2 separate regions of the Rattus norvegicus genome follow, and region 2 is linked to region 1. The links are chromatin contacts, called in public Hi-C maps. All regions are on one chromosome and are shown on one strand. The core of a region is the stretch at or near the end of the contact, and the rest is flanking DNA. Distances in the headings are between cores, read along the strand shown. Region 1 has its middle 80 kb from the start of Hectd2. Region 2 has its middle 71 kb from the start of Ppp1r3c.

Region 1 (5,484 bases), core at 987-3,486:
AGGGATCCAGAGAAACTTACACAGCTAGTTCACTTGGGAGCATCCCAGGGGGCTGGGCAGAGAGGGCAAGTCAATGGAGCTGCTCTCAAAGGGCATCTAGACGAAGGGTTTAGAGGCCAACACTTTGATTCCCTTTTGGAGTCTGGGTTTTTAATATCTGGAGTCTGAATTTATCCATGGGAAATATGCCAGGGACCTAGTGCCCAGTGTCTTAAACTGTGGGTCATGTCATTGATTGGGGGAATGGGGGTTGAAAAGTTTGACAAATTAAAAGTTTTCTGAGGGCACAATGAACAAAAATTCAAAATCAAAGGCCTACGGAGTCTGAAGTGTTTCTGGAAGCCCTCGTGGATAGTTTCCCATGATTCCACTGCAGGCTTTCCCCTGAGCACACAAGTGAACTTCGGACAGCACATGCGGTCACACCACAGAGTACCAACAAACCAGAGAGTGCCAACAAATGCCTGAAGCACCCGGGCTCAGCCGCAAGATTACGGCACGTCAGGAACTGCTGCGTTTTGGGGACATGTATGGAACATGTAGGAAGTTTTCTGCACCTACAGAAACATAATGGTGTAATTACAGAAAACAAAGATTTTTTTCATCTTCCCTATCATTGTTCCTTGATGTGTATCAAGTTGGCATCTCTTTGGATCGCATTGTGCGACAACTTTTTATTGGACCAGCAAGACAGCTCATTGGATGAAGGCATTTACCACCAAGGCTACTGACCTTCATTTGACCTCCCAGAACCCACTTGGTGGAAGGGGAGAACTGACCTCCACAATTATTTCCTAGTTTATGGATCCCCACGCCCCTCCCCACACATTCACACAGATACCCACACACCAAATTATTTTAGTAATGTTTTCTAGCTTCCTCAAATAGCATCCTGTAATGTTTTACTCGTGTTTTATGTTAGCTTGCAGAGTAATGGACTTTATCCAGGCATTTTTTATACAAACCTGGTTCTTGCCCGCCCTGCCCCCATCCTTCTCTGCTTCTGCCCCCCATCCCTCTCACTGCCCCCACCACATTCTGCTAGAATTTTTAAATTGACGTTTGAGTTGCTAACTTAATTTTCACTTACAAATTATTAAATAAATTTTATCTTAGGATTAGGATATAATTTTCAACGCTTTCTGAAATGGCTCTGAACTTACTTCTCCCAGTTTTACTGCTACATTGTATAAATTAGACTTCTCGGCATTGACTACTACAAATAAAAAATATTAACTGAAAATGATTGAAGCTGTCTGTCTCCTACAGCACCAAGTACTGTCAGGACTTCATATTTTATATAAAATAACGACATTCAACTCATTAATATGCACATGATTTATTATCAGTAAATGTTTAATTTTCATACCTACTTTATGTACCCATGTGCTTGGGGTGTATAAGCCTTTCTTAGACCAAAAAGGGTCATGATGGGGACAATTAAGAATCCCTGTTCTGGTGAGTGTCCAAAACCTCAGACAAAGTACCCAAACTTACACTGGTTTTTCTTTAACAAATCAAGAACTTTCAGAGAAAACACTTTTAAAAATATTTTTAAATGAAAATTGAGAGCTTCTCTTTGGCATAACCAAGTTGCCAGCATCCCTGTGTGTGCAGCTTGGGCTCACTCTTAAGTAAAATAAGAGTTTCTTGAATGCTGGCACTGTGTGCTGCTGCACTGGGTGTAACATCAGCGAGGGGCCACTGTGTAATAATGAGCAGATAGTGTATACAGAGTGGATACACTGGGAAGGGGGATGATTCCCATCCTGGGAAGGACAGGACGGAAGGGCAGGCTACTTCTCAGTGGTACACACAGCATAACTCAGTGAGCTCAGAAGGCTTCCTTTGGAATGGAGGTGAGGGGCTCAGAGTCATCTGCCCTCTGGCTTGCAGTTCCGCCTCAAGTCTCTTTATAGACTCATGGAGCCTCCAAATCTCTATGAAATAGAAAAGAAAATTGCTGACCAAACTGCCCTGGTCAACATACAACTTTCCAGGAATCCAGGCATGGGAAGGGGAGGAGACTGGCCCGCCCATCACACAGCTGGCCAGGCCAACAATGGCTCCACGCTGGTTCTTCAGGTACATTGGCCTTTACCAAACCGCTCCTCCTCTTGTCAAGACTTCCTGGAGTCAACTCTCAGCAAAGCCTGCAGTTGTCACCCAGAGAGTTTGTAAGAGGGTTGGGCATCCTGGCACTCCAGTCAGGGTCACCTGGCAGTGCCTCAGCTGATCTGGATAGAAGTTGCCCTGCCCCACCCTTCCCTGTGGTTCTTTCTGTTTCTGCGTCTGCTCACAGGCTGATGCCTCTGTCCAAGCCTCCGTGTGGACAGAGGGTGTGAGGCCATGATCTTATGACATTTATGAAAGAGCAACCTAATAGGCAAGTGTGTGTGTGTGTGTGTATGTGTGTGTGTGTGTGTGTTATGGGGTGTGTGTATGGCATGTGTTGTGGTGTGTGTGTGTATGTGTGGTGTGTGTGTATGGTATGCGTGTTGTGTGTGTGTGTTGTGTGTGTGTTGTGTATGTGTGTGTGTATGTATATATGGTATGTGTGTCTGTGTCTGTGTATATGGTATGTGTGGTGTATGTGTGTTGTGTGTGTGTGTGTGTGTATGGTATGTGTGTTGTGTGTGTGTGTTGTGTGTGTGTGTGTTATGGGGTGTGTGTGTGTGTTATGGGGTGTGTGTATGGCATGTGTTGTGGTGTGTGTGTGTGTATGTGTGGTGTGTGTGTATGGTATGTGTGTTGTGTGTGTGTGTTGTGTGTGTTGTGTATGTGTGTGTGTGTATGTATATATGGTATGTGTGTCTGTGTCTGTGTCTGTGTATATGGTATGTGTGGTGTATGTGTGTTGCGTGTGTGTGTGTATGTATGGTATGTGTGTTGTGTGTGTGTGTTGTGTGTGTGTGTGTAATGGGGTGTGTGTATGGCATGTGTTGTGGTGTGTGTGTGTGTGTGTGTATGGTATGTGTGTTGTGTGTGTGTGTGTTATGGGGTGTGTGTATGGCATGTGTTGTGGTGTGTGTGTGTGTGTATGGTATGTGTGTTGTGTGTGTGTGTTGTGTGTGTGTGTTATGGGTGTGTGTGTATGGTATGTGTGTTGTGTGTGTGTGTTGTGTGTGTGTGTTATGGGGTGTGTGTATGGCATGTGTTGTGGTGTGTGTGTGTGTGTGTGGTGTGTGTGTATGTATATATGGTATGTGTGTCTGTGTCTGTGTCTGTGTATATGGTATGTGTGGTGTATGTGTGTATGTGTGTGTGGTATGTGTGGTGTGTGTGTGTGTGTGTGGTGTGTGTGTGTGTGTGTGGTGTGTGTGTGTGTTATGGGGTGTGTGTATGGCATGTGTTGTGGTGTGTGTGTGTGTGTATGTGTGGTGTGTGTGTATGGTATGTGTGTTGTGTGTGTGTTTGTTGTGTGTGTGTGTGTGTGTGTATTTGTGGGGGATCATCTATAAAGCAGCTAAAATCGTAGCAGTGAGCAGTTAGAGCCTCTTACATGGCTTCCCCCCTCCCCTGGTCCTTCCCAAGTCCTTGTTCAGGCAGTTAATTTCCAGAATGTTAGAGCAGGTACCACCCTTCTCTGACTGAGATGCTTATTCCAGTTCACACCCTCAACCAAGCTTCCAGGATCTTGCCCACATGATCTCAGCTCCCCCAGTTTAGCATGGGGTCCCGTGCAGCTCTAGACACCTCTCTGTTCCCTCGGCCTAGCGAGGCAGAAAACAGAGATGAGACGCAACCAGAGCCCTAGCCTTTCAGAGCTGGGACCATGCACTAGTTCTCCTAAAGCTCACGGCCATGCGTGTGGAGCCTCATGGAGAACTTTGGGGGTGGTTGTCTCTATGAGCAAAGGCTCAAAGGGATCAGAGGACAGAGAAAAGTAAAGAAGAATAAAGGCTCTTGGATTGGTCGAACCAAGTTTAAACCTTCTTCCTGCTGTATGACAGAATCGTGTTAACACCTACAGACATCAACCCATCTACAAAGTAAGGGCGACAGCCAGCTAAGGTGATGGGACGCCTGAGGACTGTGAGCGGTGACTGCCTTCTTGCGGATGCCCAGTAAACACTATCTTCACTCCCGTGGGGAAAGCAACAGTGAAAGCAATAACTACAGTAAAAACTCAGGCGTTGTCAGAACACTCCTGTCACTTCTCCTCACCTATACCATCTGAATGCTAACAGGAGCCAACTGACAAGGCTATTAAGAGGACTGACAGAACGAACTTCCAGCATGATTAACACAGGGCATGACACTCATCAAGTGATGGGAACTATCCCTGGGCTTCTCTGGTCCAAACTTAGATGGGAGACCTACATTGGGGCACAGCATATGGCCTTCACAGAGAACCGCAGAAAGGACGACACCAGCAGTTCCTGACAAGGTCTTTCATCATGAGGCTCCTCTGCCAAGTTTTGCCAAAACCTTGTGGCTACTTGCGTAACCAGTTTCAACACTCGGCCTGTTGGCTCCATGAATTTCAACCTGTTTGATGCAGCTTGCTTCCCGATGGATGGCTTCAGCTTTGAGTAATCAAAGGCATCATCGATAGTCCACACGCTTCAGCTCAGTCACTCTGCCAGTTGGACTGCAGTCTTGCCTTTGAGCTGTCATGATGACAGTGTAAGTAATCTCTATCAGATTTACACAGCATCTCGAGGCTTCCCTGTGAGGCTGAACTTCAGAGATTGTCCCAGTGTGGTAGACACTCATAGATTTTGGGTGTCCACCTGGGGCCTTCTGACCTGGTGTTGTTTAGGGTCAATGATGGAGAAGGGGCTTTCTTGATATGCAGTGTGCATGAGAAGGGTTTGGCAGAGGCTGGAGGGTTAAGGGCTGCTCCAGAGAATGTCATCTCATTCAAGGCTTTGCTCAATGTGTGGTAGAAGATATGGCCCACAGAAGAGACCGGCTGCTCAAGGGCACAGGATGATGTCTTAGTTACTATTCTATTGCTGTGAAGGACACCACGACCATGACAACTCTTATAAAGGAAAGCATTTAATTGAGGGCTTGTTCACAGTTCTAGAGAGTGAGTCCAGGATCATCACTGTGGGAAGCAGACGGTCATGGTGCTGGGGCAGTTAGCTGAGAGGTTTACATCCTGATCTGCAGGCTGAGAGAGCAGAAACTGGGACTGGCCTTCAAAGTCCATCGCTAGGGACACACCTCCTCCTCCAACAAGGCCACACTCCTGAACTTCCCCAAACAGTTTTACTAACCGGAGACCAAGCTTCAAACACATGCGCCTACAGAGGCTATTGTCATTCAAGCCACCACAGACGGTGGTAAAGGAAGAGTTGGGAGTGGGACTTTGGTGACTAAGTGTCATTAGATTCTCCCACCGCTACCAACTTCTCAGAATGTTTTATTCGGTGTATATTATTTTAGGTAAAAATGTATGTGTGTGAGTGTTTTACCTATATGTGTGTCTGCATACCACATATGTGCCTGGTGCCCATGGAGGACCGGAGAGGG
Region 2 (5,824 bases), core at 72-2,571, 38 kb after region 1:
TACTGAATACACTGGTAGAGCCACAGATCGATGTGTAAAGGCAGAGTGGAGCACACTCTGCTATAGGTCTGATGACTTCTTGGCTTTTGGATTGGGGGAAGCTCGAGGTCTGCTAAAAATACTTGCAAAGCTTTGATAGCTACCAGGGTGTTGGGTTGGGAACAGGATAGTGGTGAGTTGCTTTCAAAGGGGACTAAAAATAGCCCAGGATAAATCAGCTCTGGTCTATATTTAACACCCTATAATGATGAAATTCAGTCACTTGGTCCTGTAGAATTTTTAACACCTCTTAATTCCCTTTTTTCTGGGCTATGCTGGCTAGGTTTATGTCAGCCTGACTCCATCTATAGTCATGTAGGAGGAGGTAACCTCCACTGAAGAAATGGTCCCCACCAGAGTGGCCTGTAGTCAAGTCTATGGAGCAGTTTCTTGATTGGTAATTGACAAGGGTTGGGGGCACAGATCGAGGTGGGCTGTGTCACCTCTGGGAAGGCAATTGTGGATAATACAAGAAAACAGACTGGGCAAGGCATGCAGAGCAAGCCAGTAAGCATCGTCCTTCCATGGCCTCTGATTCAGTTCCTGCTTCCACATCCCTGCCCTTCCTCCCCGGATGATGGAGGGATGCTGTAACCTGAAATAAACCCTTTCCTCACCTTCAAGTCATTTTTGATCATCATGTTTTTCATGGCACTAGAAACCCTAGCTAAGACAACACTAATAGGTATATTTTAAGTCAATAATTATAATGTAACATCTACTTCCCAGTCTCTCTCTCTCTCTCTCTCTCTCTCTCTCTCTCTCTCTCACACACACACACACACACACACACACACACACGCATGCACACAAAAGGAAGGGGTAATCCTAGTTTTTATCTGATTACTTGTCTTCTATAAACACACCAGTCTCATCTCAAACAGCTTCATTACACCTCCATACTGCCCTGAGAGAGGGGAGAGAGAAAGAGAGAGAGAGAGAGAGAGAGAGAGAGAGAGAGTGTCACTTGGTGTCCTTGGTCTTCCTTGGAGTGAACCACTAAAGTACACACCATCCAAAGACTCCAAGTCCTCTCTAACCCTATACCAGCAGCACAAATGCCAGCCCTCAGAAAGGAATGCTTAAGCTCTTTGTGGGTGTCCATATCCTAGCTGTAATTAACCCCAGTCCTGCCCAGCTGCTCTCAGTCCTCTTTACCCAAACTGGTCTTCAAGCATATTCTGTGGCCAGCCTCAAATCAGGTTGCTGGCACAGTCCCTGGGTATTGACCTATTCAAAGATTATAAGTGAGCAAACAGAAGCATGTTAATTTTTAATTTCACTTTGATTGATCAGACTTCCTCTTTGTCCTCTAACAAGACACACACAACAGCCCTTGCCCTACATTGAAAGTCCACTGATTCGGCCATCCTGGCTTTTCAACACAGCACTCATTTTGGTTTGGCTGCTGCCATTTTAGAGAATTAGGGAGTTTCTGAGTTGAGCATCTACACTGAACAGCTTAATATTCTTAATGAAAGCGGAATACACAGGGCAGAGAGATATGAGGCTTGGGCTTTGGAGCAGAGATGAGGAGTGCCTTCTAACAGAGACTGAGCATTTCCACCACCCCTAGTTTAGAATATGACACTGCCAATCTCAGACACCCTCACATCCACATCGGAGGGTGATTTTAACACCCTGCAACACCAGGCAAAAACCTGCTGAGATGTATCCATTCCCTCACACAAGAGCTCCACTGTCTGTCGAGCCCTTAGGTTCACATAACTGTCACACCATGCTGGGAGGTAATTGTCAGCTTCCTCACTTAAGTGGAGAGCCAGCCATCATTTTTTTTTCCTTTTTGAGGCTGAAGTGGTTTGGGTATGAAAGCCACATTTAGCCCAAGTCAGGAAAGGCAACAGGAGCATTTTCCTCATCTGGAGGGAATACCGGCTTCTGTGATCATCTATTTGTCTGCCCTGACACTAACTGCAGAGAAAGAAAATAATTCTAAAGCTGCCCTTTGCAACCTGGAGCCATTTCTCTGTTGGAGATGTCTTTCTAAACCGAAATAAGAAGTACAGTCGGGGCCTAAGTGCGACTTAAATGCTGGAGACCCACTGAGCAGAGATTCAGTCAGCCATTTTAAATAATACACTCCAGAACTGACTAGACGTCTGTGTGTGCGCGCACACACACACACACACACACACACACACACACACACACACACGCACGCAAGCACGCATTCGTGCTTTATTCTTTTTTTTTTTCCGGAGCTGGGGACGGAACCCAGGGCCTTGTGCTTGCTAGGCAAGCGCTCTACCACTGAGCTAAATCCCCAACCCCGCATGCTTTATTCAAAGATATTAGCAAGTGACTGAAAAAGAGGGTGGAGAGGTTGTGTTCAATGCATAGAGGAGAATCCGCCCCATTATGCAAGCGTCACAGAACTTGAAGATTGAAAGGAAGCTAAGAAATCAGTAAACTGGGGCCTGCAACCTTTCTCTGAGGAGCTTGTTCTCAATTCCCCTAAATTTTATGATCACAAAGACATAACTCATTCTTAGTGTAGTGGGAGAGAATGGGTTCGGTTTTCCTGAGCACGCGATGCTATCATCTACCAGTTCTGAGATTTCCTGGGCCTGCCATTGCTGCGGTGACATTTCTGTGGAGAAGCAGCCCCACGGTGTCTCCCTCCCAGTGGCCATACCTGTTAGGGAAGTGCCTCATAAATGCTGTCTTCCTCCTGGATAGTTGCAAGGTTCATCTCCAGAGTAAATTCTGAAAACTAACCTTCGCTGTAAGAAACGCCGTCCGTGACCTCCGTATCGTCCAGGCTATGGGGCGACTGGGACCCAGTAAGGACTGTGATGCTTCAAGGTTTTGCATATGCAGGGAAGAAGCAGCAGCTATTAGGCGCTGCAATGAAAGGCTTCTCCATCACCATTGTCTCTGAGGCTTATGTAAGACAGTGATTCTTCATGACTAAACGCAGCCAGCCGAGTCTGTCCTCTCAGAGGCTTGGTGAGCACTAACTTCCTCAAGCTGCAATGGTTTTAGGTTTTCCAAACTTAACTACACGGTCCTCTCGTGCCTGTTCCTCAAAGAGGGAGAAAGTCCGATAATGTTTCTCTCTGAAATCCCTACAGGGCTTCTGCGTACATTTTACTAATTTTGATTGACTCACTGATTGAACAAGTGTTTGCTGAACACGGCCTATCCTTCGGGACCAGGCACAGGAGATGTAAAGTTAAGTGAGTCCTAAGCCCCCAGCAGCCTCCAAACCAGAGCATTCTATACTGATCTGCTTTGTAACAATTTTCAATATCCTGGGCCCATGATTATAACAGAAGGACTAGTTAATATGGAACACTGTTAGAGCCCACTCCTGCTGCTACAGTTAATTTCACAGGTGACAGATCTAGCCACCGATTTGGTCACAGCTTTGGTCAAGTCAGAGTCTAGCTTTTGTCTCCTCTTGGAAGGATGGTAGAGAACAGTCTCCTACCTCTCCACAGAACTACTAGCAAGGCTGAAAGTGTCTTCCATGAGAAAACCTGGGCTGCATCTCTGAGAAGAAAACAGCCCAGTGAGTTCAGCAAAACTTCAACCCTACAGACGTCTACAGGCCAACTTCCCTGTGGCCAGCTGAGTAGTCAGGATCAATTAATATTGTGGGATTTCCTTATTTTATAAAGACTGGGACACTGTTGTTTTTAAATGGGAAAGAGAAGTCAAAGAACGCTCCAAGGGAAAGATGTCTTTGCAGACAGTGAGAGAAAGCCTGGACACCAGTGACATTTGCCCCAGGCTCAGAGAGCCACACAGGCTTCCAAGTGTGGATCCAGGAGAAGAAGTCAGTGGAGCTTAGTGGCTACAGAGGACTTGGCCTCAGCCTCTCCCCCGCACTGGTGCTAGGCAAACTTATTGGCCAGGCTTGGAAATGAATGGAATGCTCATAGCCTGGCCAACCTGGGCCCTAAGACCTGGAGCATTCCTGCAAATTGCCTTTCTGCACATCACATGCATGCTGAAATTCCTCATAGGATAGCAAAGTTTAGCTGGGGGATAGGAGAGTGGGAGAGGTGTCATATGCTCGGAATGATTCATCACCAAGGTTAACAGAGAACAGGAAAGGGACAAGCCTTAGGATTTAGGTCACTAGTTCTTTGGAGTAACCTTTGGAGGTTAGAAGTAGGATCATTGGTTAACTTAGGGTCAATCAGGTTATTGAGAGAAAAGACTTATCTGGACTGAAGATTTTGAAGGTTTCAGTCCATGACCAATGGGTCCCGTTGCTTTTGAGTGTGTGCAAAAGTAACCCACTATGGCAAGGACTTTAACAAAGCAAAACCCATCCCCCGTGGCTAAAGAAGCCAGAGTGACCAGAGTCTTCTCCCTTTCAAGGACACACTCCCATCGACCCAAAGACCTTCCACTAAGCCCCACATCTTAAACATTCTGCCGGCTCCTAATAATGTCACTGTAGAGACCAAACCTTTCGCACGTGGGATGTCAGAGAAAATTTCAGATCCAAACAATACCACTGCCCCAGTGTGAAAGAATTAGGGAGCCTCCCATTAGAGAGTATCCTGGTAACACCATCACTGAAGAGCTAACCAAGAATTAAAACAATCACCAAGATCTCTTGGAGGGTACAGGTCAGCTCACACCATGCTCCGATGGGCTCATTCTGAGCACAGGGAAAGCTGTAGCCCAGCTCTCCTTTGATTGACGGGTTCTACCGAGTTCCCTCTGGTCCCAAGTTGGCTGGGTTTCAGTTGCTGTTAGAAAACAGTCTGACTAGGTTGCTGAGGACGCTCCCCAAAACATTACAAACTACTGCAGTTAGCCGCCAGAGGAGGAAGGTAGGTCCCTGCTGCTGAAGATACCATGTGCTTCAGACACAGAGCCCAGGGGCCTCAGAGCTGGACCTGACCTGGAAGCCTCCTCCCTAAGGACTAACTTTGATGGTAGTGTCATGCAAGCTTCCAAAGCAGTGGGGCAACCAATGGTCCTACCCAACTATGATATCTATGAACCATCCACCCAGCATGATATGTGGAGCACATGCCTTGGCAGTAACCAACATCCTTCTTATTGGACTTCAGCCCTCCTCAATAAGAGGACAAGCATTTCTGGTACTGGAAACTTAGCCAACCAGCCAGGTCTAATGAAGTCATTGATCTCGGAGGAGGACCTACAACTGCCACTCTACTAAGTCGCATAACCCCTAAGTACACTCTAAGTGTTTATCCTTATAACCACAGATAGGAATGGTCCTCTCGGGGTTGGGGATTTAGCTCAGTGGTAGAGCGCTTGCCTAGCAAGCACAAGGCCCTGGGTTCGGTCCCCAGCTCCGAAAAAAAAAAAAAAAAAGAAATCTTGCTTACTGGCTTGCTCTCAGCTTTCTTACATAGCCTAGGAATGGTGCCTCCCAGAGTGGGCTGGACCCCACACACACATACATACACACACACATACACACATACACACACACACACACAAGCTACTCATTCTCCTTATAATCCTGCAATTTTCAATATGTTCTCTGTCTTCCTCATGCCCTCCCTCTCTCCATGTCCCCTCTCCCTGCCTTTTCTCTGCTCTTGCTTCTCTCATGGCCAAGTCCAGTCTGCTGGCCGAGTTCAGTCTACTTCTTTCTCTCTCTGCTCTGGACACTGCCAGATGCCTCTGACTGTTCTCTCTCTCTCTCTCTCTCTCTCTCTCTCTCTCTCTCTCTCTCTCTCTCTCTCTCATATCTACAATAAAAATCTTCCCCTTAGTCATACTGTGGAGTGGCCATGTTGTCGGTTTATACAGTCTTAAGGGCAGGAAA

Evidence for each region. A called contact is a pair of places that touch in the nucleus more often than the background predicts.
Region 2: a Hi-C map of liver shows a contact between it and region 1, with 3 times the contacts expected there. The contact joins two enhancer-like sites. A contact is called at or near these places in 3 of 12 Hi-C or Micro-C datasets (Schwann cells and liver).

Annotation. Positions count from the first base shown.
Region 1 is chr1:243,766,000-243,771,483 of GRCr8, forward strand. No RefSeq gene overlaps it. Among named protein-coding and RNA genes, the nearest start is that of Hectd2, 80 kb to the left of the region's middle. Within about 2 kb of position 2,237, at least 3 of the 93 cell types and tissues checked have an H3K27ac peak or open chromatin away from gene starts, as enhancers often do. A contact at or near this core is called in liver, where this site is marked.
Region 2 is chr1:243,804,655-243,810,478 of GRCr8, forward strand. No RefSeq gene overlaps it. Among named protein-coding and RNA genes, the nearest start is that of Ppp1r3c, 71 kb to the right of the region's middle. Within about 2 kb of position 1,322, at least 8 of the 93 cell types and tissues checked have an H3K27ac peak or open chromatin away from gene starts, as enhancers often do. A contact at or near this core is called in liver, where this site is marked.